Regions from separate parts of the Bos taurus genome. Here region 2 is linked to region 1. The links are chromatin contacts, called in public Hi-C maps. All regions are on one chromosome and are shown on one strand. Each heading gives the region's core, a stretch centred on a gene start, on an enhancer-like site or on the middle of the called end of the contact. The rest is flanking DNA. Distances are from core to core; before and after follow the strand shown.

Region 1 (4,974 bases), core at 2,156-4,655:
TGGAGAAAACTATATGTAAGCATGGGATGAGGTAAAAGCACTTTATTAAAAAATTGTACTAGTAAATATATACTCAATTTAAAACATTAAAAAGTTCCCAATTCTTTTTTAGTATATATGGTTAAACAAAATGCCGTTAAGTGACAAAATAACAGATAAAAATAGCAGTTATATAATATGTTTTGGTATATTTTAATAAATGTGCAAAAATTCTTTTCACAAGTCAGGTGGTTTCCAATATTTTGCTTTAAATAAAACCCATGAAAGCATCATAGAATCTGTCAGTAATTCATCAAAAGTAATATTGGATAATAGACAACTATAATTCATATAGCATAAAATTTACCATTTTAAAGTGTACAATTCAGTGACTTTTAGAATATCCATAAATTTGTGCAATCACTATGATAATTTTAAAACATTTTTATTATCTGAAAAAGAAATCTTGAACATTCCTTAGCCATCAAAATTGGTCTCCCTTCCTTCTTTCCCCCCCATATCCCCCTATGCTATTAGCAATTACTAATCAGCTTTCTGGGTCTGCAGATTTGCCTATTGTGGGCATTTCATATAAATAGAATCTTACAATATTTAATGACTACTTAACAACATGCCTCCTGATGTGCCAGGTACTATTCTAAAAGGAATACAATGATAAGCAAGCAGACAGTTCTCTCCTTTCCCAGGGTTTCTCTTCTAGAAGAGGAAGACTGAAAAACCAGTAAGAAACACACGATTATTTTGGGCAGAAGTAAGTACTGGGAAGAAAATAAACCCAGGTGATATGCTCGGAAGTGCTATGAAGAGGTAGGGTTCATTTGGGAGTGTAAGACTGTTTAAGTAGCTAACATTGGAGCTGAAGCCACTGTTTAAGGAGCTAACGTTGGAGCTGAAGCCTCAGTGGTGAGAAGAAAGTAGCTGAAAGGTGAACCCCGTTGGTGCAAAGACTACCAGGAGGAAGGAGGTTGGTGTTTCTGGGGATTTCCAAACCAGGGCTTGGAAACTACTGAGCAGAAGAGGTGAGCTTGTAGAGTCATTTCATGGTAAGTGCAATGGTAAGGAGTTGATGTGTTTGAATAAGAGGAGGAACTGATCTGGTTTATACTTTAAAACAAAATCCTTCTGGCTAGTGATCAAAATGGATTGTATGGGTTCAAAAGAAGAAACAGAGAAAGCAGTTAGACTCCATGTGGCAGTAGAGGCCAGAGATTATGGTGACCTCGGGTGGAGATGATATAAATGGGAAAATTCAAGATACATTTTGGAGGTAGAGCTGATAGCGCTTGTTAATGGTCTGGATAGAACTGTGAGAAAAAGAAAAGGATTAAGGATAACTCCTAGGATCTTAGTTTCGAACAACTACATGAAAGATGTAGTAGATTTAAAGCTACTGTTGGGAATGTTTGCAACACCTATTAAACAGTTAAGTGACAATGTAGAGTAGCATTAGATATGTGAGTTCAGAAATGTGGTCAGGGTAGAGATTATTACTGGAATCAAGAGCATATGGATGGTATTTAAAACCATTGCGGCAGGCTGAATAATGTCCCTTAAATATGTCTATGTCCTAATTCCTGGAAACTTAAAGAACCTATCGTGTATGAAAGCAACTTTAAAAATCTGTCATTTGTGCAACTTCTCTGGTAGTCCAGTGAGGAAGACTCTGCACTCCAATGCAGGGGGTCTGGGTCTGATCACTGTTCAGGGAACTAGATCCCACTAGTCGCAACTAAAAACGTACCTCGTGCCACAACTAAAACCCTGTGCAGCCAAATAAATAAAAAATATTAATAATAATATTAATGTTAATAATAATTAATAAAAATATTAATAAATAAATAATAAATTAATTAATTAATAAATAATAAATAAATAATAATAAATAATAATAATAATAATAATAATAATAATCTGTCATTTGTAAGTCTAAAAACCACCACCCAAGGCAGGTTTTATTATCCTACTTTTAGTAGATGGTCAACTAGAGTCTCAGAGAAGTGGAATGCCTTGTTCTAGGTTGCAAAGCTGGAAAATACCTCAACCTCCCTTCAAGTGCCTTACAGAATTTCTATGAAGTTGGGAGGTGGTAGAGACAGAGACCTATCACCTTGGCTGTGCCAAAACTTGCCCTATAAGACAGGTATTTCTACAAGGCCCATCCCGTTCTTTGTCCAGCTCTGGCATATTATTTTTCTCCCCTCCAAAGCCCTTGCCAGCCCAGTCACACCACATAGACCAAGACCATTCCTCAGCCGGATTGATAACTGTGGGAGGGCTAATGGGGTTATCACATAACCAACGACCCCACAAGCCAGGCCCTGTGCCAAGCAACTGACATTCTTTCAGTCATCACAATAACTCTCTCCATTGTTTCCAGTGCAAGCTAGAAAGGAAGGATCACTGGGGAATGGGAAGAAGGACCAAGGAGCATGGGTGCCTGAGTTCAAGTCTGGGGGGTGCTATAGGCCTAACTTGAAGCTACAGTTTAATTATGGGCTAGTAACACAGCCATCTAAGAAAACGAGGAGGTTGACAACACAGGTCATCTCTTAAGTTCCTTCGAAGATGCTTGCATGAGGTCTTTTCTTCCCCGACTCCTGGCGCTCCACTATTAAGGACAGTGGCAGGAGTACAGCGACAGTCCGCTCCACCGAGGGCTGCCCTTTGGTTCTCTGTCTTAGAGGACGGTGCAGGCGGTGACTCCGAGGCCACCAAGCTCCCCAGGCCAGGAACGATAAGTAGGCGATAGGTCATCTCAGGACAAGGGAAAGGAAGCTCTGAAGAACTACTACTCCCAGGAGACCACGGGGTACCACTCGGCGGCCCGAGGCAGACGCGTGTTGGGAGCAGCTAAGCATGCTCGGTGGTCAGGCCCCCGCCTCGCGAGGGACAGATAACTCGTGCGCATGCCCAACCTCTCGCCAACACGTTCAAGCTTCTTTCCTTCCTGCGGGATTCTTTTCTTTCCGGCCTCGCCCAGGCTAGCTTTTCCCCGCCCCACCAACGCCCCCTTTTCAGGGATTTTTGCGGTGGGCGGGATACCCCAAGCGCGTTCCCAGGAGTGTGTACGCGCGCGTTCCCGGGAGATGAAAGAGGGAGGGCACTAAACACTGGGTGTGGAAGGTGACCAGGGGACCGCGGGTGACGGAAGGCGCCTGCGCTCTAGAGGCGGTGCGGCGAGGCTACGGGAATGGCGGAGGAGCGGGGCGGAAACGGCCCCAGAGGACTGGCGGCGCACGCGCATTGGGCCGCCGGCGCCCCGCCCACTTTGTCAGTTACCCCTCCTCCTCCTCCTCCACCACCCTCCCGGAAGTGCAGCCGCCCTCGCGCCCACCAGCGGCCACCCCCTGCGGCAAGCCCCGCCCCCATCGGCCCCGCCCCCCCGACTCTCCACCCCCTCCCTCCGGTGGTGGCGCCGGGTTGCAGCGCCGGTCGTGGCGGTTTCGTTGCCCGAAGCCGGGAGCGCGGAGTCGTCCCCGGGGAAGGCGGCCAGGCTATGATCGCGGGTCCCCGGCGGCCCGCTCCGGCCAAACAGAGTCTCTGTCTCAGCTGGTGCCTGCGCTCGAGCGGTCGTCTCAGCCCAATCCCGCGGCGCAGTTGGCGGCGGCGCCCCCGACGCGCCCCCTCCTCTGATGGCGGCAGAGATCCAGCCCAAGCCTCTGACCCGCAAGCCAATCCTGCTGCAGCGGGTCGAGGGCTCTCAGGAGGTGGTGAACATGGCCGTGATCGTGCCCAAGGAGGAGGGTGTCATCAGTGTCTCGGAGGACAGGTGAGAACCGCTGCCCCCTCGGCCGCGAGCAGGGGCGGGACGGGCCGGCGGTCCCCGAAGCCCGCTTCTGGGGCTGTGCCTCCACGTCGGCGCGAGGGCGAGAGCGCTTGCCCAAGTTTTTATTCTAATGCGCATCCTGCTGGTGCCGATGTCCAGCCGCGCAGTCGCCGCTGCTGCGTGGCTCCGAGACGCGGAGCCGGGACGGTGGCGTTCTGTTGGGGCTTGCTCGGGTGGCGTCCGCCGGGGCCAGGGTGGCCCTTGGACTAACGGTGCGCCGGCCACTGGACCTTGGTCCAGCCCTGAGGACAGTGGAGGGAGAGGGAGGCGCTGCCTGGCCCTGCAGGTGTGTGCGTGGGGAGGATGCTCAGAGCTCTGTAAGATAACTAAGGGGTTTTGAGAACTCTGGTACAGTTCTGAAGGCTCCAGACTGAGGAAAGCAAATGCCACTCCCTTCGCCCAGACATTCTCACCGAATCCAGATCTCCCAGACATCTTCCACTGAATTCAATAAATATTGCAAGTTGTGAAGAGTATCTGGGCTTGTGCCCAGAAGGAGAGCTGACTTCTCTCCTTTGCCCTATTTAAGCTCAAGGGGAAGCTCCTAGAACTTTTGGAGGGACCACTGCTGCAAATAGCTCTGGAGTTCCTTCCCTTTGCTTGCTTCCTTTCTTTTTTTTTTTTTGCCTAATTTTGCTTAATTTGCAGAAGTAGAGCCAGTTGTTCTGCCTGTAGTATTCTCCCATGTTTTTTAGACAGTGCTGTTTTTTTGTTTGTTTGAACTTAATGTCCTTTAATATGCAAAGATTATGCAGATGAAGCTCATTTCCAGAGGAATGAAGCTTAAATATAGTAGTAATAGTTTTGATCTGGAATTGTTGCTTTTATAGTTTCAACTCGTATTCTACAAAATGTCATATTGTAGAGGTGTATGACAAGGAGCTTTAGCCTTTAAATGGTAGATAGGTTTTCTTAATGTAAGTTAACATTGTACTGAGGTAAAACATATTTTTTCTTGGTGACTTGTAAAATTTCAGGCAAAGAAAGGCAAAGCAACAATGTGTTCATACCGTCTTTATAGTCATTTCAGTGCTTTGCATGCAGTGTGGTCTCAAAAAATGTGCCTGACAGGTCTATTCATATCATAGATTCTTCAGTATAATTAGGATGATTACATATTAATGTCATATTTTTCTCTACATCGTACT
Region 2 (5,168 bases), core at 2,503-5,002, 51 kb after region 1:
CCATGCCTTGACAGTTTCCTTGTGTATCAGATTAGGACTTTCTCTAGAGTATTTCTCATGTATTCTTTGGTTTTGAAGTTGAAATTCTGAAATTCACATTTGTAGTTTTAAGCTATGGAGAAGCAGTCTTGGAAAATGCCTATGAAGTTAGCTGATTAAGTGATTCTCTAGGCTGGGAAGTAACTGACACACACCAAATGGATTGTGTAGGCTTCTCTTAGGCTGCTTTGGTCTAGATGCTTATTTTCTCTACAGTAGCTTTAGGAGCACAGATGGTTACTGGTATTAATGCAATACCTAAAAGAATTGGAGCCCCTTGAAAACTGATGCAGTCTAATCATGAATTTGTTTTAATGTTGTCTTTATGAAATATGAGATGAATTGGGGGTAGATTGTATTTAAATTTCCCAATTTAACATGATTTTCGGAAAGGCTCTTGAATGATGGGATTCCTCATGGCAAATGCTCTCTTTAGCTATTCTTACTATTCTGTGTTTATCTGTAAAGTTTGTAGTCAGTGTCATGAGATAAAGCCATGTGAAAGGGAACTGTTACATTCTGTACAGATGTTACACACTACATAGAGGATAATCATTAACAACATAACAAGCTTTTTATATAAAACTATTGTGTGCGTAGTGGAGAATTAGAAAATTCTTACACACAACACATCACTTTAAAAGAGTTCTATTTGGAAAGCAAGGAGAACATACTTATGCCATTATGGCCAAGGAGTATTGAGCCCTTTTCTTCAGTAGTTCTTCTCTTTTTCTTTATATATATATATAAAGAATATATATATATATATATATAAAGAATATATATATATATATATATTCAGTTTATGCACATATTATATTACATTCTTTAAAATATATGGAAAGTACAAAAGTCTGTAAAGCAGGATCCCACCATCTTGGAACAACCAGTATTAAGAGATTTTTCTTAACTCTTATTTTCTTCTGATTTTAGTATAGTTAAGATCTTTTAATATACACAGTCTTCTCAGCCTTGTATTCACCTGTCATGATTTCACTAGCACAGTGAAGGTGATAGGGTGGAAATATGAAGCCTGGCCACTAAGGATTTATTTGAGCTATTGAATCAACCTGGAACTGCCTGCCTTCTAGTCTTTTTGTTTAAATCTCTTTGATTGGGTATTCTGTTATTTGCAGCTTAGTTCGGTTCAGTTCAGGCACTCAGTCGTGTTTGACTCTTTGCAACCCCATGAACTGCAGCATGCCAGGCTTCCCTGTCCATCACCAACTCCCGGAGCTTGCTCAAACTCTGTGTCCATTGAGTCGGTGATGCCATCCAGCCATCTCATCCTCTGTCGTCCCCTTCTCCTCCTGTCTTCAGTCTTTCCCAGCATCAGGGTCTTTTCAAATGAATCACCTTCACCGTCGCATCAGGTGGCCAAAGTATTGGAGCTTCAGCTTCAGCACCAGTCCTTCCAATGCATATTCAGGACTGATTTCCTTTAGGATTGACTGGTTTGATCTCCTTGCACTCCAAGGGACTCTCAATAGTCTTCTCCAACACCACAATTCAAAAGCATCAATTTTTCGGTGCTTAGCTTTCTTTATGGTCCACTCTCACATCCATACATGACTACTGGAAATTTTGCAGCTCACATCATCCTAAACTGAGGGATCTGTCTTGAATTAATTCATGCTTTCCATGTATAATTTCTTTTATAAATGTGAATGGAGAATAAATGTCTACAAATGGAATTTCTGCGCTATATTCAATATCTTGTAATAACCTATAATGGAAATGAATTTGGAAAAGAATATATATGTGTATAACAGAATCACTTTGCCATACACCTGAAACATTGTAAATCAACTATTGGAAAGTGTGTGTGTGTTAATGGATCAGTTGTGTCTGACTCTTTGGGACCTCATGAACTGTAGCCTGCCAGGCTCCTCTGTCCATGGGATTCTCCAGGCAAGAATACTGGAATGGGTTGCCATTCCCTTCTCCAGGGGATCTTCCTGACCCAGGGATTGAATCCTGTTCTCCTGCATTGCAAGCAAATTCTTTACCATCTGAGCCACGAATCAACATATTTCAATTTAAAAAAAAGAAAAACAATACTCCTTTTAACTGGGAGTGTTATGTCCAGTTTTTGTTCTAATTGTGGGTACTTTTAAAGTTTGTAAGTATCATTGGAGCAGTATCTGTGGATTCCCTTAAAACATATGCTTCAGCACATTCTTTCCTTCCTTCCTCTCACCCATGAATTTTGTTGAAATAATTAGAAATGTTTGTCCACACTTTTTTTTTAAATAATTTGCTCCTTCAGCATCCTTGTTGATTATTTCTCTCATGATGTCAACAATTAGCATACATAATTTAGACCACTCTAGTTTCATTAGTTTTACTGCTCACTACTACTTCTTTTATACTTCTGTATGCCTGCACTTAAGATTTCTATACTCCCTTAAGATTTTTTTTTCCCTGAAAAGATATGTGGAAAGTATATTTTTGAGTCCTTTTATGTCTATTAATAGCTTTCTTCTGCTTTATAATTAATGATAGGTACAATATTATAATTTAATAATAAAATAAAATAATTATTTTCATAATAATTAAAATTTTCAAATTCTTAGACCACAGTCTTTTTCCTTCTAAGTTCTGGAAATCTTACTCCTTTGTCTTTCACAGCCAGTATGGCAGCTGAGAAGTCCGATGTCCATCTCATTCATATTCCTTTTTCAGTTTTTATTTTATTTGGTGTTTAGTGGTATGTTTGTTTGTTTGTTTTGGGCTGCACTTTGCAGCATGCAAGAATCTTAGTTTCCCAACCAGAGATCAAACACATGCCCACCCATGGCAGTGAAAGCAGAGAGTCCTAACCACTCATCTGCCAGGGAAGTTCCTCTTTTGTATTTTTATCTTGCTTTTTTAAAAATTAATTTTCCCCTCTTTTTTATTTTTTAAAAATCTTGGTGGAGGTTCAGATTTTATTGAATTTTTCTCCTCCTGACATTGAGAAATTTGGGGAATGTGTGGATCTTTTATGATTAATCCTGTCAAGTTCTGAGTAGATCATTTTAGTCTGAAAAACTCATTTGTAAGTTGTTTCTTTCTCCCATTATTTATTTAATTACTACTTCTCCTTTACTTGTTATTTTTCCCTTCTGTTTTATTTTCTCTTTCTGAAATGCCTGTAATACACATACTGGATCCGTTGTGGAGGTGGTGTCTTTTTTCACTGATAGTTTCCGCTTGGTCACTGTTTTCCTGTGAGTTCTGGGAGCTTTCACTGAACAGATCTTCACAGGCTCCAGAGTGGTTTTCTGCGGTAGCCAGTCTGCATTTCAGTGCCTCTGTTCTTCCGGCCACCAGTTTCACTTTTACCTTCAAATACTAGTTTCTATTCTTTTTTCATTTGCCTTTCATTTTATTAGAGATTCAGTGTTTTGAATCTCCCTGAGAACGTAAATTTCAAAATTTGTAAAGTTGTCTTGTTTCTTGCCTTTACCCTAACTGTTCAGAATGTGCCTCTTAAACATATGAATCTCTCTAATTTGTTAGCTTCTCTGCTCATCTGCCAAGTGAGGTCTAGTTTGTTCCGTGTTGGTAACTGAAATCTGCTTTGTCAGAGACTCTGTAGGTCATTGTTCAGTTCTTTTCATTACCAGCAAAAAATAGGGGGAAAAGTTAGATGCTTGTAACTTCTCAGCAGCAGCTCGGAGTCCTGATAGCCTGTGTGGGGTAAGGCTGGAGCTGTGGGCAGAGGGACACAGCTGCAGGGCAGAGCCCTGCTTTGTTGCAGAACAGTCTTCCTTTTGTGTTGCTTTGGCAGCTCTGAGCCTACTGGGGTAGTTTCCCTTCCCCCGAGTAGCTGCCTGGTCTGGCACCCAGGCAGAAGCTCCAGGGTGGCTCTTTGTCCAGCGCTGGTCTTGCCCACCTCTACTTCAGGAGCTGTCCACCGGCTGTAAGAGGGGAGCTGGTGGACTTGGCCCCTCTGTGTGTGCGTGGAGTGATTAAGAGTTTAAGCCTGAGTTTTATAGCCATTGTATTCCAGTCTGTGGCTTGGCTGCTGTGTTGTGCAGTTGCTAAGTCAGTGTCCAGTTCTTTGCTACCCCATGGACTGCAGCATGCCAGGCTCCTCTGTCTACGGGTTTTCCAGGCTAGAACACCGGAGTGGGTTGCCATTTCCTTCTCCAGGGGATCTTCCCCACCCAGGGATTGAACCCATGTACCCAGTACAAAATAAAAAGTTGTTTTTTTTTTTTTTTTAATGATCCACATTAAAAAAAAAAAAAAGAATGAAAACCCTCTCTGTGGGCTGGACCCCTTTTTGTGTTTCTAGTACTGATCTTGTTCTGTGATAAGCACTCTACGTGCTTTTCAAAATGAAGGAAATGTAATACTTTGGCCTCATAATGAACAAAGATATTTAAAATATCATGGATCCAGGTAAGGGTCAGTTAAACTTTTGTAAATTTACAATACCTTTTAGCATCATCAGAGAGGAAAAGGCTGATGTTTCTCACGTGTTCGGTACCAAAAAAAATAACTTTAGAGCAAGGAGGACTTTTTTTCTAAAATGTTTAGGTACTGATCAACACAATCAAGTGTGTTGTGTTTGGATTAAGTGGGTTTCTTCTACACTAAAAAAGCAGAGTTGGAGGAGACGGTAGGGAAATATATATAGTTGCCCGGACAGGAAGCCCTAATCCTTTTCAATGGCATAAGAAGAGTTGAGAGATAAATTATGAAGTGATCATCATTTTCCATGCCAGCCTGTAAGAACAGCAGCTTTGTGTAACTGAGGGAATTTCACAGAGCAGCATGTTTTTTTGTCTGCTGTACCTCTAAGCGTATTAGATGTATCAGATCCAGACCTGAGTAATGCCCTGTGCAAGGTGCTATAAATGCCTGTCAGCCATTTTCTTGGGTTCCTGTCTTCCATTGTTGTCTAAATCTAGGTTTATTTCTCCTGCTGCTCTCATAGTCTGTTTTATTTCTCTTTCTGAGTGGTCAGACGACCTCAGGAATAGTGTGGTGGGTAAGTGAAAGTGTTAATCGCTCAGTCGTGTCCGATGGGACCGCCATGGAGCCTAGCTCGCCAGGCTCCTCTGTCCATGGAATTCTCCAGGCAAAAATACTTGGGAGTCAGACTGCCTGAGGGTAACTCCTGGCTTTTTCCCTCC

Evidence for each region. A called contact is a pair of places that touch in the nucleus more often than the background predicts.
Region 2: a Hi-C map of an unstated tissue shows a contact between it and region 1, with 1.9 times the contacts expected there. The contact joins the enhancer-like site here to the promoter of WDFY2 in region 1. A contact is called at or near these places in 2 of 11 Hi-C or Micro-C datasets (skeletal muscle and an unstated tissue).

Annotation. Positions count from the first base shown.
Region 1 is chr12:21,008,495-21,013,468 of ARS-UCD2.0, forward strand. It overlaps WDFY2 (WD repeat and FYVE domain containing 2), which reads left to right and starts at 3,406. Exons shown (of 11, transcript NR_198888.1): 1 at 3,406-3,769.
Region 2 is chr12:21,059,394-21,064,561 of ARS-UCD2.0, forward strand. All of the region lies in intron 1 of WDFY2 (WD repeat and FYVE domain containing 2), which reads left to right. Among named protein-coding and RNA genes, the nearest start is that of WDFY2, 50 kb to the left of the region's middle. Within about 2 kb of position 3,753, at least 60 of the 102 cell types and tissues checked have an H3K27ac peak or open chromatin away from gene starts, as enhancers often do. A contact at or near this core is called in skeletal muscle, where this site is marked.